2 separate regions of the Hordeum vulgare genome follow, and region 2 is linked to region 1. A link is a contact called in public Hi-C data. All regions are on one chromosome and are shown on one strand. The core of a region is the stretch at or near the end of the contact, and the rest is flanking DNA. Distances in the headings are between cores, read along the strand shown. Region 1 holds the start of LOC123414343 (metal tolerance protein 1-like). Region 2 has its middle 130 kb from the start of LOC123406407.

Region 1 (7,242 bases), core at 2,923-5,422:
TAGACCGACTCTTGCCTGCATCTACTATTATTACTCCACTCAAAGACTGTTATCCAGCATGCATCTAGAGTATTAAGTATAAAACAGACTAATGCTTGGAGCAAGATGACAAGATGTAGACAAAGTAAACTCAACTAATATGAATAAACCCCATATTTTTATCCTTGATGACAACAATACAAATACGTGTCATGTCCCCTTCTGTCACTCGGATTGAGCATCGCAAGATTGAACCCATCACAATGCACCACTTCCACTGAAGATAAACCAATCTAGCTGGCCAAACCAAATTTATAGATCGGAAAGCAATACAATGCTATAGTAATCATGCATAAAGAATTCAGAGAAGACTCAATATTTATTCATGAATAATATGATCATAATGTTGGAATATGCCCTAGAGGCAATGATAAATAGTTATTATTATATTTCCTATTTCAAGATAATCATTTATTATCCATGTTATAATTGTATTGAATGAAAACATAGATACATGTGTGGATGCATAGACAAAACAATGTCCCTAGCAAGCCTCTAGTTGGCTAGCCAGTTGATCAAGGATAGTCAAGGTTTTCTGATTATATGCAAGTGTTGTTACTTGATTACTGGATCACATCATTAGGAGAATCATGTGATGGACTAGACCCAAACTATGAACATAGCATGTGATCATGTCGTTTTATTGCTATTGTTTTCTGCGTGTCAAGTATTTATTCCTATGACCATGAAATCATATAACTCATTGGGACCGGAGGAATACCTTGTGTGTATCAAACGTCTCAACGTAACTGGGTGACTATAAAGGTGCTCTACAGGTATCTCCGAAGGTGTCCATTGAGTTAGTATGGATTAAGACTAGGATTTGTCACTCCGTGTGACGAAGAGGTATCTCGGGCCCCACTCGGTAATACAAGATCACACACAAGCCTTGCAAGCAATGTGACTAAGTGTAAGTCACGGGATCTTGTATTAAGGAACGAGTAAAGAGACTTGCCGGTAACGAGATTGAAATAGGTATGCGGATACCAACGATCAAATCTCGGGCAAGTAATATACCGAAGGACAAAGGGAATGACATACATGATTATATGAAATTTGGCACTAAGGTTCAACCGATAAGATCTTCAGAGAATATGTAGGATCCAATATGGGCATCCAGGTCCCGCTATTGGATATTGACCGAGGAGTGTCTCGGGTCATGTCTACATAGTTCTCGAACCCGCAGGGTCTGCACACTTAAGGTTCGATGATGTTTTAGTATAGTTGAGTTATATGTGTGGTTACCGAATGTTGTTTGGAGTCCCAGATGAGATCACAGACGTCACGAGGGTTTCCGGAATGGTCCGTAAACAAAGATTGATATATAGGATGGTTTAATTTGGTTACCGGAAAGTTTCGGGCAATTCCGGCAGTGTACCGGGAGTGACGAATGGGTTCTGGGTGTTCACCGGGAGGGGCCCACCCACCGGGAGTGAGCCTAGTAGCCTTATAGTGGCGCACCAACCCTTAGTGGGCTGGTGGAGTCAGCTCAAGAAGGCTATGGCTCCACAAGTGAAAAAACCAAAAGGAAAGAAAAAAAAGGAAAGAGGGAGGTGGGAAGGAAGAGGAGGACTCCTCCTTCCCAAAACCAAATTGGCGGAGGAGTCCTCCTCCCCCTTCGGCCGGCGCACCCTTGGGGCCCTTGTGCCCCAAGGCTAGCCCCTCCTCTTTTCCTATATATATCGGTGGTTTTAGGATTTTTGAGACACAACTTTGCCACGTGCAACTCAAACCTATTCCACATAGTTTTGCCTCTAGATCGGATTTCTAAGAAGCTCGGGCGGAGCCCTCCAGGAGTAGATCATCACCACCACCGGAGCGCCGTCACACTGCCGAAGAACTCATCTACTTCTCTGTCTTGCTTGCTGGATCAAGAAGGCCGAGATCGTCATCGAGCTGTACGTGTGCTGAACGCGGAGGTGCCGTCCGTTCGGTGCTAGATCGAACGGATGTGGGACGGATCATGGGACGACGGTGATTTGAATCACGAAGCTGTACCACTACATCAACCGCGTTTCTTAACGCTTCCCGCTTAGCGATCTACAAGGGTACGTAGATCTAATCTCCTCTCGTAGATGGACACCACCATGATAGGTCTTCGTGTGCGTAGGAAATTTTTTGTTTCCCATGCAACGTTCCCCAACACATAAACCCACACTTCATTGGATCCCAACAAACACACTACAAAGAATATTATATTGAATAGATCACCGCGGGGATCGTGGTGTGTATGTGTGTGTGCGCGCGTGTGAGAGAGAGAGAGAGATCCATCTAGATACTAACTGTGGACCCATAGGTCGGTGGTAGACTACTCACACATCACCATGGGAGAAGCAAGGTTGATGTAGATGCCCTCCGGCCCCCTCTATGCCAGGGCACCAGAACAAGGCTCTGGATGGGATCACGGCGGAACAGAGACTTGGAGTAGTGAAAAAACATTTTGGACGGCTCTGTGATGTTTTCCCGATTTTGGGAGATTTATAGAGGCGGAGTTGGGCCAAGAAATGTCAGGGGGTGGTCCCAAGCCATCAGGGAGCGCCCTGATGTCTCGGCACCACTCCGTGTGGCATCTGGGCTCCCATCGAAGCTTCGAGGTCTTACTTTTGTCCAGAAAAAATCGTCAAAAAGTTTCGTTGCTTTTGGACTTTGTTTGGTTCTCATTTCCTGAAAAGCCAGAAACACGCAGAAAATAGCAACTTGCACTAGACACTGGGTCAATAGGTTAGTTGCCAAAAATGATATAAAACAACATATAAATGCATATAAAGCATCCAAAAATGATAAAATAATAGCATGGAACAATAAAAAAATAGAAATGTTGGAGACGTATCACCCCTACGGTGGATGCGCTCACCCAGGCTAGGTTGTTGATGTCGTGCTAGGATTAGGAGATCCCTTCTGTTCTTCCCACTGTGGTTGCGTGTTGTGATGTTGACATTTGGTGGTGTCTCGGGACATGGATGCGAGGACGGTGGCCCGAAGGGCGGTCAGTATGGTGGCTTTCCGGCAGGTCCCATGACAACAGTGGTGGCTACGCTTGTTGGTCGTCTGGACAATGCGGGGTGTAGCGGTGGGTGGCTCAGGGCTTACTTTGTGTCTTGGGAAATGACGTTGCCCGTATCCGGATCTGGAGGCCGGTTCTCGTCGCGATTGGTCTGGGTATCTCTTGGCGACACAGGTGAGCTGTCGAGCGAAAACTCCGCGCTTTGGCGGCGGCGCCGCCGACATCTGCGAGTGTCGCTATCTTCTTGAAGACGTCATCGTGGTTCCCCTCTCAATGACGAGTCTTCGGGTGAAAACCCTTGTCCTTTTGGGCTTGGCAGCGGTGGTCGTAGCGTTGTACTCTGGTCTTTCCGTCTGTAGTTTTCCAGCCATGTAGTCTTGTGTGATTATGTTGGCTCCGTATTTAGGGATCTGTTGTATCGGGGGGCTACCCCACGACATTATATCGTCCCGCCATGTAACTTGGGTGTTATTGTTTTACATATAAAACGGGACGAAAGCATGTTTTGAAAGACATCAATACCGGCACAAAGGACAAGATAGAAGCAAATAACTTTACGAGTGTTTGCATCCGTATTGCGTTAAAAGAAAGCAGATAGAATCTAGGTTGGATGTACTATTTAAACAGAATTCATACGAAATCTGAACTCTAAAGGCAAATTCCATAGACCCTGTTTGGATCCATGGGTTAGAATTAGAGTTGGTTAGATTGGACTGAACTAACCCAAAACATCCAAACAGGAGAGTTAGAGTTGGTTAGATGCATCTAACCCATCCAAAAAAACTAACCCACCTAAGAGATGCTTATTTGGGTTAGAGTTAGATGGGGCCAAGAAAAGTTACTTTTTCCTCTACCTTCACCATACCAAATCTTGGTTAAAGGAACCAAATGATTGAAAAAAAATCATTTATTTACAATTTAACCCTGCTATTCAAACACCTCTTTAGTTAGAGTTAATTTAAGATTAGTCTAGAATTAGAATTTAACCCTAACCACTAACTGAGTTAGAGGATCCAAACAGAATCATAGTTGGCAAAACCCGGAATGAGGTGAGTGCTGACAATTTTCCCCCTGCGCGGCGTGAGTTGTCTGAGTAAGCCATAAAGAAACCCCTTCCCCGTTTTGCTCGTGTGAGCTGGCCTTATAAAACGAGATCCGCAAGGCACCTGTCCACCCGACCCATCCCTCCTCCTCTCCTACCAGTCCTCCTCCTCGGCCCCCAACCCCGCCGACGCCCGCGCGCGAAGATCGCCAGCCGCCTCCCGCCGCCCTCCCGCGCTCGCGGGGATCACCGGCCGGCCACCGGCGTCCAGAGCAGGCACAGGTAAAACCCATCCCAGTCTCCAAGCATCCAGCCAACATTCCTCCCAGTTCCGTGGACGCCGACGTCCGCTCGGCAGACTCTCCGCTTTATCGTCCATGGCACTCCCCGTCCCCTTCCTCCTCCGTAGTTGCTGCAAAACGTTCTCGCTCCCTCGACTTCGTTCCCGTTTCCGTTCCCGTCGATCGGCGCGGGCGGCACCACCAAGAAGGCGGCAGAAGGCTCCCGACGGCGCGCGGAGCCGTGCGAGACCCTCTTTCTTCCCCCCGCCGCTCTGGTCGCCCGCACGACGAATCGAATGTGCTCGCTCGCACATAGTACGATTCGCCATCAGCCATCATCTCTGACGCGACGCTGCTTTCTTTGAACCTCCAGCAGTAATCCCCCGCTGCTACGTTGGCGAATTCCAGGTTTTCTTTGAACTTCGGTCCTGGTTTGGATGGGTCACAGTAGAGCTCAAATCAGTTTTTTTGGTTTTAATGCGCGCGGCACAAAAGATCCGTAACCTGCGTCGTCGCCGTCACGTGCTTCGAAACGGAAAGCATGGCCGTTTCGTTGCATTCTTCTTCTTCCTTTTTTTTTTACTCTATAATCACGAAGTGGCCACGGTAAATAAATTCTGCGGGAGAAGGGTATCCAAAGGATCGGAGGTCGGGATATCCCTCCTCCTTTTCCTTTCCTTTCCTTTACCGACACGAATTACCCAACTACCCTTGGGCTCGCCCCTTTTCTTCACAATCCCCTGGCGACTCACGCCTCCTTGCCACGAGCCCACGAACCGCCTCCCTCCCTCCCTACCGTCGCGTGTCGCACAACTCCGTGGCGGCGGCGGCGGCGGCGCTGCTCACCGCCGAGGCTCCGTCCATCCCCACCCAGGTTAGCGCCTCTCCTATCCTCGCCTCAGCCTCCCTCCCTCTTCCTCTCGCTCTTCCACTCTCTGGTTGCCCCGCCGTAACCAAGGATGATTATCCGTGGATTGATCTTCCACTCCGCTCCGCCCCGTTGCCACCAATGGGCCATCCACGGCGAGAGGGCTCGCCCACTCCATTCCGCCTCGTGCGGTTCCCGGCTCACCCGCGGCGTCTCCGCGGCGATTTTTTTCTTCTTTTCGTTTCCAGTTTCTGCCGCGGGTGGGTTTCAGTTACGGGGTTGGATCGGGGCGGCTCGGGGTCAGAGGAGGAGGGAGGAAAAGGAAAATCCGAAGGATGCTACTACTACTGCTGCTGGTCTATCTACCATCCTGATCGGAGGGATTGGATCGCGGGTCGCTGTCCCCGTGGCCCGTGCCGCGCATGTTATTTCCCTTGGTTTCTGCGTCGGGTCCTTGTGACTTCCGACGCGATTCCATTGGTCTGGGTGCGGTGGCCGAGTTCGTCGTCGGGGGCGTGCTCGCCTGGCCGCGAGCGGCGTGCCGCGGCGGGTCAATCAATCGCGCCGGCTCTGTTTGTCGGCCTCCTTCCCGTGGGTGCCAAACTCCAATTTGTGTTCGCTTTTCACGTCATTCCGTTTCTGAATAATATCGGGGTAGGAGAGGCATCTATTTTGTCCGCTGCTGAATGCCTGCTATCTGATTGATCTCTGGTAATTTGACTGTTTTGCAGTCCTGCCGGTTTACTGTTGTGATACACTGATACTTCTTGCTGAAGTTTAGTTGAATCGAATTTGTGGGGTAGGAGAACGAATTAGTATATTGCGGTGCCAGTACAGTTATTTTGTCCTGCGACCAGACAATCAGTGTTTTTGTTTTAGTTGTGCGTCTCCGTTTCATAGTATTATTAACTTATAAGTAGCGCACTTTCTGCTAATCCCCTTTTGAATCTGCTAGCTGTGGCCACTCGAGCTACTCTGCTCCATGTTGTTCACATAAAGGTGGAAAGATGGTCTTATCTCAAATCGCTGTCGTTAGTTTCGTAGGCATATGTTGTTTGGCTAGCAGGCTCCAGATTCCTGCCATGTTTTGCAAACCTACTGAATCTTGACTTTACCTTCCCTGACCTTTTCATTAGCTGATGTCATCCAATTTATCAATTAGGCCTCGTTTGGTTAAGGGGGATTGGGGAGGTTTTGAGAGGAAAATCCCCGGAAGGGCCAGAAACCCCACAGATCCTCGGACTCCCATTTGGTAGGAGGGGTTTGCTTAGCCCAATCCCCTCCGTTCCCCTTCAATCCCTTCCTATCCATGTGTTTCAAAACCCTCCTCGGGGGACTAGTGGAAGCAAAGCCCCGGGGATTTGAGAGGATTGGGTGGAACAAAGGGATTCACCCAATCCCCTGAAATCCCTCCCTCTCAAAACCTCCCCAATCCCCCTTAACCAAACGAGGCCTTAGGGGGTTGTGGTCCCGGCGTGCCATTTTTATGAATTGCATGCTAAAATATGCTAAACATGATCCGCCTGCGCCAAAGTTATGTTACACCATATCCTGTGGATCTCAATCTTAATGACTGTCATGTGTGCAAATATCCCCTTTGGATTCTTATCTTAATTGAGTATTATTTCTGCATACCAATATTCTCACAGTTTTTACTTTTCACTTCTACTTGTGTTAGTAGGAACTAGAGATGATTTGTATTAGTAGATCTAGTATAATTATTGTACTTGTGTATTGACTCGGTTGTTGTTTTTAGATGGACAGCCATAATTCATCACCGCCCCATGTTCCGGAAGTAACCATGGACATCTCATCCGTTTCTGGAGCAGCTGGGAACAAAGTTTGCAGAGGTGCTGCTTGCGACTTTTCTGATGCCGGTAACACCTCGAAAGATTCAAAGGAGAGGTCTGCATCCATGAAGAAGCTCCTAATTGCTGTGATCCTTTGTGTTATATTCATGGCGGTTGAAGTGGTTGGAGGCATCAAAGCAAACAGTCTTGCAATCTTG
Region 2 (7,242 bases), core at 1,284-3,783, 220 kb before region 1:
GCATACCTATTTCAATCTCGTTTACTGGCAAGTCTCTTTACTTGTTCTGTAATACAAGATCCCGTAACTTACACTAAGTCACATTGCTTGCAAGGCTTGTGTGTGATGTTGTATTACCAAGTGGGCCCCGAGATACCTCTCCGTCACACGAAGTGACAAATCCCAGTCTGGATTCATACTAACTCAACGGACACATTCGGAGATACCTGTAGAGCATCTTTATAGCCACCCAGTTACGTTGTGACGTTTGATACACACAAAGTATTCCTCCGGTGTCAGTGAGTTATATGATCTCATGGTCATAGGAATAAATACTTGACACGCAGAAAACAGTAGCAACAAAATGACACGATCAACATGCTACGTCTATTAGTTTGGGTCTAGTCCATCACATGATTCTCCCAATGACGTGATCCAGTTATCAAGCAACAACACCTTGTACATAGTCAGAAGACCCTGACTATCCTTGATCAACTCGCTAGCCAACTAGAGGCTTGCTAGGGACTGTGTTTTGTCTATGTATCCACACATGTATCTAAGTCTTCATTCAATACAATTATAGCATGGATAATAAACGATTATCTTGATACAGGAATTATAATAATAACTTATTTATCAATTGCCTCTAGGGCATAATTCCAACACACGGACCCCTCGATTCTTCTCTCGAGGGAGGGCATCTTGTTCCTCCACCTCCACTTATTTACAATGCGAGCTTCCTCGTCTATGACCCCCCCCCCCCCGCCTTCGCCATCGCGATGTCGGTTGCGTGGTGGGCCTCGGTTACCCTTATCCTCTCCTTTCCACGACGGGCACACCAGTCCCGACGGGACTCATACTCCCCCGATCGGAGATGGGAAAGGGAAGATTTGAAGGCTCCCAGGACCGCGATGATCCAGCCGAGAGGACCCGGGCGCTAGATGTGTCGACGACATAGAGTCGTGCCACATAGACCTGTAGTCGGTCGGGCGTTGTCTTCCCGATTATGGTGGAGTGCAATGTGGATGGCCATTGCCTCCTCCAACCTGCACGACACGACATCCCAGTCGACGGATCCGTACTGGTTGGAGTAAGATCCGTTGCTTTCCATGGTAGAGAACGCTAGAGAATGCCGGATGGGAGCTTGGGTTGGAGGAGCAGAGTAAAGTGGCTATGATTTGGTCGAGCAACAAAATGTGGACCGATATATGTGGGGTTGCATTGGTAGGGTATGACGTGAGGAACACGTCCGGGCGCCCCATATCTGTCCTAGATTTGGGTTGGACATGAGGGGGTACCGGTCAGCCCAAACATTTGAGGGCCATTTGAGGAGCCATGTGGGTCACTTTTTTGTGACCACGCCGTCCAGACTTTTGAGGCGGGTTTGTGGCATCCGGTTGTAGATTCTCTAAGATACATTTGGACAAAAAAAGTTAACCAGTTAATAGAAGAAGTAGTAGTGTGAAAGCATAATCAATTTGTGGGGTTTTGAACCCTCAACATGTTGAACATGTGAAATCTACTTCCCAAAATTAGAAATTTTGCTTAAACCATTGAACAAAGACACACATTATTCTATGCATATATATGCGTTGCACGTGCACGTTTACTAGTACTACCATTATTCTAAACACAATAGCCATGTGTCAATAAGACTGACCCTCGTAAATTGCGAGGTTCTCAAATCAAAAACCACGCTAATGATTCCATTGAAAGTAATCAGTACTCGTCACATTCTTGCCCTCAGGCCCAACATGCTTGTCGATGGTATGGTACTGGGCCACCATATCATTTTCGCTTCTTTTTCATTTTTTGAACATATTTTTAACATTTTGTGACCATTTTAATGAAATCATCAAGATTCTTTTGTGTAATAATGAATATCTTTCAAATTTCTAATATTTTCTACAAGTTCATGAACATTGTTTCAAATTGTCAAAGTATCCATTTTTGTGAACATTTTTTAAATAAGTGTGAACATTTTTCTGAAACTCGTTAACATTGTTTTTATAGACAAGCATTTTATATCATAATAATTTGCATTCCCGATATATTTTTCCCAATGGATGAACATTTTTTCAGATTGGTCAACATTTGTTGAATCGATGCACCTTATTGTTATTGAAGAATATATTCACTTTTTTGAACATTTTTTAGAAATAATGAACAAATTAGAATACATGAATATTTTTAGAAAATAAATAATATATTTTATGAATTTCTTTAATATTTTTTGAAATCACAAAAATTTCTCTCAATTCCAATATTTTTTTTTAGATCGAATAATACTTTTTGCAATTTGGGTTTTTGACATTTGAGAAAAACAAAATCAAAGTCATAAAAATGTTTATTTTTGTTTCGAAATCCAGAAAGTTATTCTAAATTCAGAACTGCTTTTAAATCATGAAAATTTATTAAAGAAAATAAACGGAAAAAATATAAATAAATGAGATCTGTATCGGCCGACGCAAAAGCAAGGGCCATAGAAGCGGGGCTAGACGCTAGATCGTCGTCTCAAATTTGGAGCGTACGTCTTTTATTACCCACATAGCGCAGGAATTCCTTATTCGCCGCTCATTGCGAAACCTTGGGCTTCGCACTGGGATTGCCAGCGCTCCTTTGCGAGTGGGTCGGCTCGTTTCAGGTTCTATCGCATTGGTTTTGGAAACTTCTAAGGGTTCAGTCGTTTTTTTGGAAAACTTATATAAGATTTTTTTAACTGGTTCTTTATTCTTTATTCTTTATTTTTTTTTTCGTTTCTTTTTTCTCTATTTCTGTTTTAAAAAATGTATTGGATTTACAGAAAACATTCTGGATTATCCAAAAATTGTTGTTCAAATTAGAAAAATGTCCACAATTTATATTTTTGTTCATGAATTTGAAATTTATCATGTTTCAAATTCTTTTCACAATGTAAAAAATTTACTGAGTTTCAAAATTTGTTTGCAGATTCAAAATTAGTGCATAATTTTATAATATTATTCACAATTCGAAAAATATTCTGAGTTACAAGAATTGTTTGCTGATTCGAAAAATAGTCACAATTTTCTCATTTTGTTTATCAATTTGAAATTTATTCATGTTTCAAAATTTGTTCACAATTCAAAAAAACATTACGGTTTCAAAATTTGTTCACAATTCGAAAAATGTTCGCGGTTTCAAAAAAAATCGAAAGATTCGAAACATATGCACAATTTTAGAATTTTGTTTACGAATTTAAAATTTATTCATGTTTGCAAAACTTGTTCACAATTAAAGAAAATTACGGCTTAAAAAATTGTTGACAATTCTAAAAATGATCACAAATTTACAATTTAGTTCTCTAATTTGAAATTTGTTCATTTTTCAAAATTTGTTCATATTTCCAATCATGTTTGCGGTTTGACGGAAAATGCTCACAATGTTATAATTTTTTTGATGAGTTTGAAATTTATCATGTTTCAAAATTTGTCCACTATTCGAAAAACATTCTCTGTTTAAAAATTTCTTCATAGATTCAAAAAATGTTCATCCTTTTATTTTTCTATTTACAACTTGAAAAATGTTCTCAGTTTCAAAATTTGTTGCAGATTTGAAAAATATTCACGCATTTATAAAAAAATTACAAACTTGAAATTTATTCATGTTTCAAAATTTATCACAGTTCTAAAAATGTTTATAGTTTAAAAATTTGTTCACAATTCAAAAAAAGTTTGTGGTTTCAATATAAGTTTCTTAAATTCAAAAAATGTTCAAAATTTTATAATGTTGTTCACGTATTTGAAAAAATTCTGGATTCTCAAAAATGTTATTGTTTTTTTTAAAACTTGTTATTGTTTTTCATAAATTTCAGCTCACACTTTCAAAAAATGTTCATGTTTCCATAAAAAATGTTCACAAATTAAAGAATTGTTCGCTTTTAAATTTTCTTCATGAATTCAACATTGCTTGCAATTTTCAAGAAATATTTTGAGCCGGAGTGTTGTTATAGTGTTGTTATAGTGTTTTGAACTAATTTCTTCAGTAGGTGCTTTGAGCCGGAGTGGCGAGTGGCTGTGGCGTAATCATGAGGTCGGGTGTTCAATTTCGAAGCTATGCTGTTTTCTACTTCCTCCGTCATGGTTTAGAAGTCATGGTTAAATTTACGTGCATTTTCATAATAGACAATGTTTATGGCGCATTGCATTTACTCGTAACAGCTAATTAATACTCCGTTGTACTACTTCTATATGCATGCGTAGTATGAATGCTATTTATAGCTCATCTCGCAGCCAATCAATAACCACCTAGGTTTTAGAAAATTTTCAACCACGCCTTCTAAACCGCGACGGAGGGAGTATAAGAGTGTTTAGAACACTATTTTAGTCATATAAATGCTTTTATATTTCTTTACAGAGGGGAGTAGATTTTTTCACGTGACAGAAAACGAAACTATCAGCGGGTTGATGGGCCGGCCCAGCGACACCCCTGTGTGTTCAAGCGACATGCTGCCGCAACGAGCGACAGGTAGAAGCTCCCCCTAGCGCGTACCGCCTACAATGTCCTGTTTCTTTGACCGGGCCATTTGGGGTTCCATACCCATTGGGAAGAAACCATCTCTAAAGCAGCATTTTCCTTTTTTTTTATTTTTTTCTTCTTCCTTTTTTCTTTTAAGTAATTTTTTTATTTTATTTTCCTTTTTCTATATTTTTTTAATTTTTCTTTATTATTTCGTCCCACTTTCCTTTTATATTTCCTTTTTTGACTATCTTTCAAGTTTGTTAACATATTGCCTCAAAACCATGAACAATTTTTGAATATTATGTACGTTTGTGGAACTCTGTACATTTTTTAAAACTATGAACATTTATTAAAAAGGATGCAAACTGAGTGAATGGGGAAAAGTTAGTACAACTAAGGAACGAGGGCATGAAAATAAAAATCCCTTTTTGAAAACCTATCCACGACAACAAATATGCTATCCCTCCCTTTCTTTGTTCAAGGTTGAAAGTATTGATATGGTTGACTAACGGGGGGGGGGGGGGGGGGGGGTGAATAGACAACTACAAATTTTAGGTTTTTCTTTAACAAAATAAGTTTAACAACCAAAAAGTTATCTAGATATGCAACTAAGTGAGCAACCTATATGATGCTAACACCAACAATAATAAGCAAGTAAAAAAATACAAGTAAAGGTGAGAAGTGACCACAAGTTGAACCGATGAAGACGAGGATGTGTTTCCAAATTTCCTTCCTTTTGAGGGGAAGTACGCCTCCGTTAGAGCGCGGTGGAGGCATAATGCTCCCCAAGATGCAACTAAGGCCACCGTATTCTCCTCACACCCTCACACAATGCAAAGTGTCGTGATTGCACTAAGTGGTGCCCTTGAAGGCGGCAACTGAACCTTTACAAGCAAGGTTGGGCAATCTCCACAACTCAATTGGAGGCTCCCAACAAAACCACAGAGCTTCACCACAATGGAATGTGGCTCCTGTTGGGAAACATAGTAATAATTCAAACTTTTCCTATGTATCACCAAGATCAATCTAGGAGATGCTAGCAACGAGAGAGAGGGAGAGCATCTTCATACCGTTGAAGATCGCTAAGCGGAAGCGTTACTATGAACGAGGTTGGTGGAGTTGTACTTGCAGCAATCCGATCCAAGCACCGAACGAATGGCGCCTTCGCGTTCAACACACTACAACCCCGTGACGTATCCTCCTTCTTGATCCAGCAAGGGTGAAGGAGAAGTTGAGGGAGAGCTCCGGCAGCACGACGACATGGTGGCGGTGGAGCTTGTGGTTCTCCGGCAGGGCTTCGCCAAGCGCCGCGGAGAAGGAGAAGTCGTGGGGTAGGGTTGCGCCAAGGGGAAGGGTTTAGGTGTGTGTGCAGCCCTCCCAACCCTCCTTTATTTATAGGAGGAAGGGTAGAGGGGGCCGGCCACCCTAGGAAACCCTAGGAGGGGGCAGCGGCGGCCTAGGGGGTGGCTTGCCTCCCAAGTTGGAGGGAGGCAACCCCACGCCCAAGGGTTTCAACCCTAGGAGCCTTGCGCCCCTTTGGTGGCTCGCACGAGCCCACCATGGAGCTAGTTCCATCCCACTTTCGGCCCATATGGCCCTCCGGGACAGATGGCCCCTCCCGGGGACCCCGGTACCCTTTTTGGTGGTCCCGGTACAATAACGATAAACGCTGAAACCTTTCCGGTGACCGAAACTGGGCTTCCCATAAATAAATCTTCACCTCCGGACTATTCCGGAACTCCTCGTGACGTCCGGGATCTCATACGGGACTCCGCACAACTTTCGGTAACCACATATACAATTCCCATTACAACTCTAGTGTCATCGAACCTTAAGTGTGTAGACCCTAAGGGTTCGGGAACCATGCAGACATGACCGAGACACCTCTCCGGCCAATAACCAACATCGAGATCTGGATACCCATATTGGCTCCCACATGTTCCACGATGATCTCATCGGATGAACCACGATGTCGACGAGTCACTGAATCCCGTATACAATTCCCTTTGTCTATCGGTATGATACTTGCCCGAGGTTCGACCGTCGATATGCCTATACCGTGTTCAATCTCGTTACCGACAAGTCTTTGTACTCGTTCCGTAACACAGGATCCCGTGGCTAACTCCTTAGTCACATTGAGCTCATTACGATGATGTATTACCGAGTGGGCCCAGAGATACCTCTCCGTCACACGGAGTGACAAATCCCATACTCGATTCGTACCAACCCAACAAACACTTTTGGAGATACCTGTAGTGCACCTTTATAGTCACCCAGTTACGTTGTGATGTTTGATATACCCAAAGCATTCCTACGGTATCCGGGAGTTGCACAATTTCATGGTCTAAGGAAATGATACTTGACATTAGAAAAGATCTAGCAGACAAACTACACGATCTTATGCTATGCTTAGGATTGGGTCTTGTCCATCACATCATTCTCCTAATGATGTGATCCTTCTATCAACGACATCCAATGTCCTTGGTCAGGAAACCATGACCATATATTGATCAACGATCTAGTCAACTAGAGGCTCCCTAGGGACATGGTGTGGTCTATTTATTCACACATGTATTACGGTTTCCGGCTAATACAATTATGGCATGAACAATAGACAATTATCAAGAAAAAGGAAATATGATAATAACCATTTTATTATTGCCTCTAGGGCATATTTCCAACAGTCTCCCACTTGCACTAGAGTCAATAATCTAGTTACATTGTGATGAATCGAACACCCATAGAGTTCTGGTGTTGATCATGTTTCGCTTGTGGAAGAGGTTT

Evidence for each region. Hi-C and Micro-C count contacts between places; a contact is called where the count stands out from the background.
Region 2: a Hi-C map of leaf shows a contact between it and region 1, with 8 times the contacts expected there. The contact joins the enhancer-like site here to the promoter of LOC123414343 in region 1. A contact is called at or near these places in 3 of 6 Hi-C or Micro-C datasets (leaf and seedling).

What each region holds. Positions count from the first base shown.
Region 1 is chr1H:46,168,265-46,175,506 of MorexV3_pseudomolecules_assembly, reverse strand. It overlaps LOC123414343 (metal tolerance protein 1-like), which reads left to right and starts at 4,172. Exons shown (of 2, transcript XM_045106670.1): 1 at 4,172-4,367; 2 at 6,991-7,242. The coding sequence starts at 6,991.
Region 2 is chr1H:46,384,967-46,392,208 of MorexV3_pseudomolecules_assembly, reverse strand. No RefSeq gene overlaps it. Among protein-coding and RNA genes, the nearest start is that of LOC123406407, 130 kb to the left of the region's middle. Within about 2 kb of position 2,533, at least 2 of the 3 cell types and tissues checked have open chromatin away from gene starts, as enhancers often do. A contact at or near this core is called in leaf, where this site is marked.